Linked DNA regions of Macaca mulatta: regions 1 and 2 are each linked to region 3. The links are chromatin contacts, called in public Hi-C maps. All regions are on one chromosome and are shown on one strand. The core of a region is the stretch at or near the end of the contact, and the rest is flanking DNA. Distances in the headings are between cores, read along the strand shown. Region 1 overlaps KCNQ1 (potassium voltage-gated channel subfamily Q member 1). Region 2 holds the start of TSSC4 (tumor suppressing subtransferable candidate 4). Region 3 holds the start of SLC67A1-AS (SLC67A1 antisense RNA).

Region 1 (3,268 bases), core at 237-2,736, 360 kb before region 3:
GCAGTCCCCTCTGCCTTTTCTACTGCTCGGAAGGCAGAGACCCTGGCCGCCTCCCTTGTCCCTCCTTCTCTCATGCCCGCTGCCCCCCTGCCACACCTCCCGTCTCACCAGGCAACCCTGCAGACAGCAGCTGGGGAGGACTTTCTAAGACAAAAATCTGATCATTCCAGAAGCTCCCTGTGACGTTTAGGGTACACTCCCCAAGGTGCCACGTTCAGGTCCGTCACCTGTAACCCTCCCCTCTCCACCTCCCCCAGCCTGGGCTCACTCACTCCAGGCCAAGCCTTGGACATTCCTGGCTGCCCCAGGGCCTTCGCATGCCCTCTGTCCTGGGCCTGGCTGTCCTCGGGAGTGTCAGCACTCAGCCTCTTGTCAGGTTTCAGGCCTCTGCTTGGGGCCATCCTGCGCAGCATCCCCGCCAACCTGCCCTGTTCTGGGTTGGTGGGGCTCTGGGAGGCTCAGAAGCATCTGTCTGCCTCAGGCCATTCCACACTCCCTGAGGGCAGGACCCCGTGGCTGCGCTATCCCCACAGGCTCAGCATGGTGCTTCCTGGCTGTGCATGTCCCTCCCTGCCTCAAGTCCATAGGCCAGAGTTGCCCAATGAGGACACCCCAGTTTGGTATGTGCTCCTGGTCTCAGCTGCCCCTGCATGGTGGAGGGGTGGGAGACGCCCTCCCACTTGCCTCGCCACACTTCCCAGCAGTCTCTCGAAGCACTGGCCTCGTGGAGTCAAATCCTTCAAGGGGATTTGAGGGTCCAGCTGTCACTCAGTCATCATCAAAGGCAGAGCCGAGACTGAGGCATAGGCTCTGGGTGGGGACTATCCGCAGGGACAGGGACCACTTGCTTGGAGGAGGGGGCGCTCAGGTGGGAGGGGCACAGTGAGAAGGAGGTAAACAGGTGCTTGCAGGGCAGGCAGGGACCCCTCCCAGGGCTCACAGCTTCCAGTGGACAGCAGGCGCAGGGCAGGCGCAGGGCAGGCGCAGGGCAGGCGCAGGGCAGCGGGGCTCAGAGCACAGGCAGAAGTTGGGGACTTCCTGGGGAAGGGGCTGACAGTAGGTTCCTGAGGCTTCAGGCCTGGAGGAGTGAGGACGGCTGTTGGGTTCTTGAGTCCAGCAGAGGGGGGCTGTGCAGGGTTGCAGGAAGGACGGTTGGAGGCACTGGGGGGAGGCAGAAGCAGCAAAAGTGTTTGCAGCCCCTGGGGCCAGGTGGCGGGGACGCCTGCAGACGCCAGAGGGCGCTCGGGTTACATGCAACTCCGGAGCTGCCGGCCCCCGCCAAGGAGTGCTGAGCGCGGGGAGCCCAAACCGCAGCCTTGGGGAACCCAGGAGGGGCCCGCAGGGTGCAGGACCCGCGTGAGGGATTCCGGGAGCACGGTGTTTAAATGTTGGGGAAAAAGTTAATCAAAGCGGCGTGTTCCCAGGGAGCCCCTGTTTTCTCGTTTCTTTTCGTCCGCCCTGCTTTGCAGTGCCAGAAAGCTGTTATCTCAGCACGGCTAAGGAAACCCCAGCGCGGCCTCGGAGGGATTAGGCATTCTGCTGAACCAGGGATATGCGGTGGGCCTGAAAAAGCCATTTCGGGAGGAATCTGGTCTCGGCTGGGGTCCGGCCCACACCGTGAACAGCACGTGAACAGCACGTCGGAAATCTGCTGGGCAGGGGAGATTTGCTCATGGCCTCCCAGGGAGGAGAGCCACTTCCTGGGCTGCAAAGAGGGCCCCAGCCTAGTTTCTGAATTCAGAGGGGGCTGTGTGTGCACGTATTTACGTACATGCGTGTGCATATCTGTGTGCCCACGTCTGTGGAAGTGGCACACGTGTGCATGTGTGTACTGTGTACGTGTGTGTGCTTGTCGGTAGCTCTGTGCGCACATACATACACATGTGCCTGCTGTGTGTGCGCACGCGTGTGTCTGACGTGTGTGTGCTTTGCGTGTTCTTGCTTGGGAAGGAGTTCCCGGTTTGGGTGGCTCTCCTGTTTCTTGCTGAGGCCGGCTGCTGCCAGAAACGGCCCCCCCTGCTCTCTGCAGGAGGAGACCCTGCCCTGGCCCAGGTGAAGGCCTGGCTTTTGTCTCCAGGATCACGGCTTTTGTCAAACCCCACACAAAGAGAGAGGCACTCAAAAGCACAACACAAACATGGCTCGTCCGCGCCTTTGGTGGGGAACATACCAGGGAATTGTCCTGCAATGCCTGTGGTTAAAAAACCCCATGAGCGGCGGCCCCGGAGGCCTAGGGGATGAGGTCATCGCTGCGGCTTCCTCCCCTCTGCTGAGGCTCCCTCCACCCCGCCCGGTGGCCCACCCCTCCCGCCAGCTGGAGCCTTCACTGCCTGGGTTTCTGCTGTCCCTTCAGCACAGAGCGAGGCCTCAGTTTCCCTCCCAGCACAGAGCGAGGCCTCAGTTTCCCTCCCAGCACAGAGCGAGGCCTCAGTTTCCCTCCCAGCAGCAAAGTGAGACCCTGTGGAGAGTCTCTGGGCCTCCGTGACGGCCCCGGGCGGGCTCCTCTCTGTGGAAGAAGGTGGGGTCCTGTCCTCAGCGCTCTGGCCTCCGCTTGCTCAGGGCGCCCGCAGGCCCGCAGGTCCTCACCTGGTGTTTTCCACCTGGGACCCGCAGCTGCTGTGATGAGAAGCCTGCTCTGCGCACGGCCTCAGGCGGTTTCCCGCAGCGCCCTTACTGCTGCTGCCGGGAAAAGACGCAGAAGTGAAGGCACCTTCGCCCGCATTGGGGAACCAGTGGGTGACTCAGGATTTTCCTCAACCCACCCCGAGGTCTGATTCCCTCTGCAGCTGCCGCCCGCTAGGGGTTCTCTTCCTCCCGGCCTGGTGAGCTCCTACGGGTCTGACAAAGCCCCGTCCTGCACACTTGCTTCAGGGGCAACTCCTCACTAGACTAGTTGCCCGGGGACGGGGGTACCCACTCCCTCCTCAGGGCTGCAGGGTGCTCTGGGAAGCGTCGTGTCCCTCTGTGGGGTTGTGGGCTCGCTTGCCTTTTTGTCCCTGTCACTTGGGAGCTACCCAGCCAAGACCGGTCCCCACCGCCCAGGCCACTCTGAGGCTTCAGAACGCAGTTGTCAGCTCCCTGGCAGGGTTCTTTCCGCCTGCATTTGTTCAGCCAGCAAATCTTTATTAAGCACCTACTGTGTGCCAGGATCTATGTGCAAGCAGACCATGGGCTCATGAAAGGCAGAACTGGACTTGGATTCTGCACCCCTGGGATCCTCACTGCAGGGCCCTGTGTATGTGTGGGCCGGAGCCCTGGTTCCTGTCTG
Region 2 (3,255 bases), core at 703-3,202, 500 kb before region 3:
ACAGTGTCAGTAGGTTGGCAGGAGGGGTCGGGCAGCCAGGGAATGCAGTATGAGATGGGCTTGGGGTCGGGGCTGGGTGCGCTGCAGGACTCCTCCTCCTCCTAAGGGATGGCAAAGGATGGACACACTGCTCCCTCCTGAGCATTTGAGGGTCTCTGTCCTGCCCATCTATTTCCTGTAAGTGTTCCTTTGAAGAGCTGGCGGCTCAGGCCTGAGCCATGTCTCAAAGGGGCTGGAGGGGAAGAAAGACCTCGTCCTACTAGGGAGCCCACCCAGCCCCTCAGCGGGCGGTGGTTGGGGGGTGGACAGGCTCTGGGGCTAAGCAGCCCCTGCGCTCCCCGTCCTTGCCAATGGGCTTGGTCTAGACTCTCCTATCTTCCCCTACATCGTGGGGTGGGGCTTGCTCTGGGTCAGGCTGCTTTTCCCTAGTTGTGGGGCGGGAGATGCTGGCACATTTAACTGACCCCTGGAGGAAATGAGTGCCTGGGAATTCATGTCTAGGGCTCCCAGCAGCCTCTTTGCGGGCCAATTTGGAAACTGTCCCCAGCCCTGCAATTTAGGGGGTTACAGAGTCTCTCAGCAGGCCCTCCTCCCCTGCTGCTCCCAACTTCCAAGCCTGCACTGGTTGGGGTAACAGGATGGTTCAAGGAGCCCCCTCTCTACTTTCCACTATGTTCCCTGTGGGGAGGGAAGAGCAGTTTAAGGAATAAGGTATCCCAAAGGTGCACAGCAGACCGGGGGCCGAGGAGGGGGTCCTGCTTCCCCTCCTTTTCTCTAGGCTGAGCCACAGCAGGTCCTTGAATCCTATTTCCCAGCGGATGCCAGGACAGCAGGCCCTGGGGGAGTTCTCTCTCGAGCCTTTCAGAGGGACCAGAGGTCTAGCAGCCACGGGGAACTCAGATTCCTTGACTGTGTGGGGCATGAACTCTCCCAGCTGAGAAGGAGCACAAGGTGCCAACAGGGCCAGTGGCCAAGGGAGACGCGGCTTGTCGAAGGGAGAACCTGGGCCCTCGTCTTCCCTTTCAGGGCGGGCATCTGACCTGCCCCCTGGACAGGCTCCCAAGCACGGCGGAGGCCAAACCTTCCCGGCTGCCGCCCACCCAGCCACGCTGACTTGGAAGCTTGAGCATTCAGCGGCCTCCATCCTGCCCGGAAGGACCAGGGACCTGGCCCCAGCTTCCCCGCAGAGCCCTCGGGGGACGTCTCAGTGCCTCCCGGAGCCCGGACCAGTGCACCAGAGCTGAGGGCCCAGAGGTGTCAGGGTGGCCGGGCAATTGTGTGAGGACGACGCCCCACAAGTTTGCGGCCAGGGCCCAGTAAACCCCTAGGGGTGGGAAAGCGTCGGCCCAACCAGCGGGTAAAGCCCCCTTCACCCGTGACCCAGCGGCCACGACCCCGCGTCTTCATCTCGGGCTGGGACCGCCTCTGCGTCTGGCCTGAGCGGGACCGTGGGATCCCGGGGAGCCCCGCCTCGCTGCATTGACGAAGCCCAGGAGGAGCGACAGTTACCGCTTCCGGTCATGACCGGAAGTGCTGGGAACGGCATTCGTTCTCCATACGAGATGATGCACTTCCTGCCTGGGGCGGCCGCTGTTCTCGCGGTTTCCGGCAGGTGGCGCTGGGACCACGGGAAGCCGGCCCGGTTGTCGGTTAGCCGTCGAGCATTCTGGGAATTGCAGGCCTGGCCCCTCCTCTTCCTGTTCTTCTTGGTCAATTCCGGTCTTGGTTCCCCAACAAATGCCGTCGTTTCCGGGGCCGCTTCCGAGCCGGACCCAAGGGCCGGGGCGTAGAGGGGCGGGCGCATGCGCACAGGGCTACACATCCCGACAGGCGTCGGGAGTGGAGGCCCAGTGCCTTGTGGGAGTTGTAGTTCTGCAGGTGCGGAAACCGCGGCGCTCCGCCGGCAGAGCACTCGGTTTCCCAGAGGGCTGAGCGCGCCGCGCGGACGTGCGGCGCCGACCAAGATGGAGATTGCCGTGCATCCTTGAGCCGGTAGGTTTGTGCTGATGGAGGACGGGCCACGGTGGCCGGCCGAGCCTCCGGAAGGTCACCGAGCGCAGCTTTAAATTGAGCTCGGAGGCCCCGCTGTGCTTGCCAACCCCCGTACCTTGCGACCGGGCCCTTGGCACCCACAGCATCCTCTTGAGGCCCGGACCCGGGCCTGTCCAGCCCGACTTCGCACCGAGAGCCAACTTGGCACTGAGAGTTCGTTCTTTCCCTGGCGGGGAGGTCTTGCTGGCACATAGAGTGGAGAAAGGCCCGGCTCTGCATTCATGTGGAGAAACAGACGGCTTCCTTCAGTCTCCAGACATGAAGGAGTCAACTCTGCCCTTCCACTCATTGCCGGATCTCGCCGAGAACCCCGAGAACGGACTCCTGGAGTCCCTGTCTTGCAGCCCGATCCCCGCTCCCCCTCGGAGTGCCCCGCTGACCAGGCTGCTTCTGGCCGCGGCGGCGTTCTGCTGCAGAGGACGGGAGTGCGAATCTGGGAAGCAGGGGTCTGGTTGGAACTCCAGCTTCGTCTGCAACATACTGTGTGACTTGGGCAAATTATGGCCCCCGCCCCATTCCTGCCAGTTTTAAAACGGTCATCAGTGTGGGGGGTACTGGGTATCGCCTTTCCCTGGGGTGGCTTCTTCACTGAGGAGAGTCAGGCCTCAGAGGAATTGAGGTCCTTCCTGTGTTTGACCTGGTGGAGGGCACTGACAGTCCCTAATAGTACCCCTGACCCCATCCTTGTTGGGTGCACAAGACACAGGTCACTCTGGGCGGGCAAGGAGTGTTGGTAGCAGGAGAGGAGTCAGTGGATGGATGGCCGAGGACAGTGAAGAAGGGTGTGGATGGGCCGTCTTTTTTGCTTGGAAACGCAAGCTCTGAGGCACCTAGTCACTCTACCGCTAAATGGGTACAGGAGGCAGCATTTGTCTGCCCAGCTGGAAAGGCAAGGTATGTGCTGAGTGTTACAGGAGGAAGGTCACTGGAGGTCGCTCCAGGAGCTGCGGGGATTTGCTTCTGCCTAGCAGGGCTGCTCAAGGTGATGGTCGACACCCCACTTTCCTGAGAGCTTGACCCTCAGATGCCAGGGCCTTGGCTGCAGATTCCTTGGGAGCTCCCGGGGATCTTCCAGCAAATAGGAGCAAACCTTTTCCCCATGGATCAGGAAGGTGCCGGCTCTTTGTGGAGTACCAACTGCTCACCCTGCACAGCAAGCAGCTTATAAGTGGCCTTCCTGCCTGATCTCGGCCCTGGGTTTAA
Region 3 (3,280 bases), core at 175-2,674:
CTGGCTCCTTTATTTTTCCCTCCCTTTCCCTGGTCAGAGCCCCGGCCACCTCCTCCTCATGCTGGAGTCCAGCCTTAGCCCTTGGCCCCTCTCCTCTCTAGCCCCATCCACTCCTGGTCATCTCATCCAGGGTGGGAGCTCTAAGTAAGACCTCAGCATGAATGACACCCTCATGTCCAGCTCAGACCACAGCCACAAACTGCACACTCTGCCCTCTGTTCTGGCCCACAGGCCCCTCCCCTGGATGGACCTACAGGGTTCCCTCCCCTCATGTCGCCCCCAGCCACCCCTTCTCAGCAGCCTCGCCCTGGAGGCCCCCTCATTTGGCCCTCTCAGCCCAGGCCCCAATCAGCAGGAAGCCTGTCAGCCCTCCTTCCAGGGAGGTTCCAAACCTGCCCCTCGAATCCCCCCATGCCCCATCCAAGTCCACACCGCCTCTCATCTGGACCACAGCAGAGACCTCCTGCACTGCCCCCTCCCCTCAATCCCTCATCAGCACATCAGCCAGAGGCTCCCTGGGGAACAGAAGGGGCTCAGAACCCTGCAGCAGTGTCCACTGCACACACAGGAAGAACTCAAGTGCCCGTAGGTGGTGAGTTACTTCCTTATTCATTGTGGTGACCCGGATCTTCTGCCTCCCCGAAACCTGCACATGCACTCTAATAATGCAAGCTACGAACGGGTGGTCACCTTTGCCAGTTGTCATCCCAAACAGCTGGCACGGGGCATGCACACAGTAGGTGCTTAATAAGTGTGTGTTGGGTTAAGATAGGCCTAAAGCCATTTCAAACGTCCAGGCAGTGGTGTAGGCAGGGGTCAGCTCTGAAGCTGGCCTCCTCTCATTCAGGAGACCCTCAGAGGTCCCAGCCTCCAGGGTGAGGCCTTCAGAGCAACACTTCTCAGTGCACATCTGGCTGTGTCCCTGCCAGCCCTAATAGGGCGATCCCTCTCTCTAGACTCACTTTCTGCCCCGTCACCCCACTGTACACCCTTGGTGCCAGCCCCTTCCAGTGGCTCAGCTTCCTGAACACTCCAAGCCTAGGCTCACCTCTAAGCCATTATCCAGGCTATTCTCTCAGCCAGGATGCCCTTCCCATACCCGACCTTTAAGACTGGCTGAGGCAGCACCTCCTCTGAGAGGCCTTCTCTCCCAAACCTGAGCCCAGATGAGATAAGGCCCTTCCTTCCTCCAGTCAGCCTGGATCCTCTCATCTGGCAGAACTGTTGCCCTGCTTCTCCGAAGCAGTGAACGCCCTAGGGCTGGGGACGCACAGGCTCACTGGCCCATAACCGAAGCCGCTTCCTCTGGAGGAGGAAGTCCAGGGGTCCCAGGGTTCTACTTGCTTTTTTCTTCACCCAGCCCAAAGGGCAATTTTCCCACATTCCCTCAGAAACAGGAAGTTCCCCTACCCACACCGAGCCCATTCATGACAAAAAAAAAAAAAAAGTCTATCCAATTTCCTCTGCTCAACCAGTTCCCCGGCTACCTGAGACCCTGCTTCACCTGGAGGAAGACAGTGTAAGTTCCCAGGACCCCCGCCACCCCTCAGCGCCAGAGGACCCTCAGCCTCCCTCACGCACCTCTGGGCAGTTTGGTAACTCATCCCATCTCCTTCTGCCGCTTCACCCTCTAAGCCCTCCCCAGGGAACCCAGGAGGCGTCTGGAAGCTGTTGGGGACAGTCCCTCACACCTGCCCCATGGAGTAAGGGTTCATGTGGATGCCCATCCTCCCCCAGGAGTCCCAAATCTAAGACACTCTGAGACTCCTGTCACCCACCCCCACCTTCTTCTACGGGCCTTTCTGTGCAGTCCTTCCAGGAAATCCTGGCTGGAGCTGGGCTCTCGACTTTGGGCTCTGGGCTCTCAGCTTGACTGCACCCTCCCCAGGTCCCCAGGGAGGCCAGTGGTGACTATTCTTGAAACCGAGCTTGGCAGAGGATCTGGGGACACACACTCCAGATGCAAACACATTTGCACTGTTTCAGCTGGAATCTCCTCGCGCAGGGCACTGCACCTGTGGGCTTGCTGAGAAACAAACTCACAGAAGGCGGATTCATTGGACAAAAGGTATTTGGTCCCCAAATTTATTGACGTGTGTGAACAGGAGCCTTCAGGACGAAGACCCAAAGATATGGGGAAAATTGCCATTTTTGATGCTTAGGCTCAACAAAATATGGACATCCATGAGGGAACACAGATTAATCAAAGGACCTGCGCTAATGCTACTGGACCACAAGGGGAAGCGCAGCGAGGGTTGTTGGTCTAGATTTCTCGAACTTTCTGAGCAGCATTCCTTCCCTCTGGGCGTGGGGTAGGACCCTCCTGGAATGGGGTCTTATGCCCTACAGTCAAACAAGGCAGGTCAGATAATTTCTTTATGGCCAGTTTCTGAACACAAAGGTGGAGCAATATTTTTAGGTTTGATGTCTGGCTGTGGGGAAAGGGGGGCTCCGATTTCTATGACCTGCCCTGGGGAAAATGGATTCTAGTTTCTATGACCTGCTTCGGGCAAGAATGGCGCTGAGAGACAGCAGAGCAAGAGAAGGTCAGAGAAAAAACCTTTTGCTTCCGAAGCTGCTTCTGAAGCTGCTTCATTTTGGGGTATTATTTTCTGATCCCCGACACCTGAGCTGCTGAACCAAGGGTAGCCTGACCCACTCCCACATGACTTAGAATAGCTTCACCAGCCGGCCTTGGGCTACCTGGCTCTGGCCCCCTGCCCACCAGGATTTTGGCCGGCTCTCACTTGCCTCTGCGGTGTCTGTCTCACCCTGTCTCACTCCTGCAGTTTTCTGTTCTGTTGAGTGATGATTGACACATGACATTGGTTTTGACATTTGAGCCTGTGCCTAGCCGCAGGTAGGTGGGGCAGGAGTCCTGAGTGAGCATCTCCCTCCTTAGTGACAGTCAGGGGGCACAGAGAATGGTGCCCAGACCAAGGTCAGGGCCTGGGCCAAGTGTGCTCAGCACGTGGTGTGTGTGCTCAAGCGGCTCCTGCTGCGGAGGGCGGCATGAAGCCTGTTTACCTGTGTGCCTGCGTCTCTGGTGGCCCCTGCAAGGGTGGGGAAGTGGCAGGCAGGGTGAAATGGGGAAAAGCGGGCTCTCAGCTGCTCCTAGCAGCCTCCGGGTCTGGGGAGAGAAGTGAGGAGGGGCCCAGAGCTGTTCCCAGAACTGCGCCTGTCTCCTGGTCACTCTTCTGGGGCTCTGTGCAGACCCTTGGCAGGGCCAGGCTACACAACACCCTCTACCACCTCCCCTTACTTCTTCCCCTAACCCCTC

What was found. Hi-C and Micro-C count contacts between places; a contact is called where the count stands out from the background.
Region 1: a Hi-C map of CD4 T cells shows a contact between it and region 3, with 8 times the contacts expected there. The contact joins the enhancer-like site here to the promoter of SLC67A1-AS in region 3. A contact is called at or near these places in 8 of 14 Hi-C or Micro-C datasets (CD4 T cells, blood, cortical neurons and 4 more).
Region 2: a Hi-C map of fetal cortex germinal zone shows a contact between it and region 3, with 5 times the contacts expected there. The contact joins the promoter of TSSC4 here to the promoter of SLC67A1-AS in region 3. A contact is called at or near these places in 2 of 14 Hi-C or Micro-C datasets (fetal cortex germinal zone and fetal cortical plate).

Annotation. Positions count from the first base shown.
Region 1 is chr14:2,443,770-2,447,037 of T2T-MMU8v2.0, forward strand. The region is part of intron 2 of KCNQ1 (potassium voltage-gated channel subfamily Q member 1); the gene reads left to right. Among named protein-coding and RNA genes, the nearest start is that of KCNQ1, 91 kb to the left of the region's middle. Within about 2 kb of position 1,487, at least 13 of the 40 cell types and tissues checked have an H3K27ac peak or open chromatin away from gene starts, as enhancers often do. A contact at or near this core is called in CD4 T cells and fetal cortical plate, where this site is marked.
Region 2 is chr14:2,306,729-2,309,983 of T2T-MMU8v2.0, forward strand. TSSC4 (tumor suppressing subtransferable candidate 4) reads left to right here and starts at 1,953. Exons shown (of 4, transcript NM_001193980.2): 1 at 1,953-1,992; 2 at 3,024-3,164.
Region 3 is chr14:2,805,790-2,809,069 of T2T-MMU8v2.0, forward strand. It overlaps SLC67A1-AS (SLC67A1 antisense RNA), which reads right to left and starts at 1,425. Exons shown (of 2, transcript XR_013404543.1): 1 at 1,105-1,425. SLC22A18 (solute carrier family 22 member 18) reads left to right here and starts at 1,345. Exons shown (of 11, transcript XM_077961729.1): 1 at 1,345-1,519; 2 at 2,006-2,068.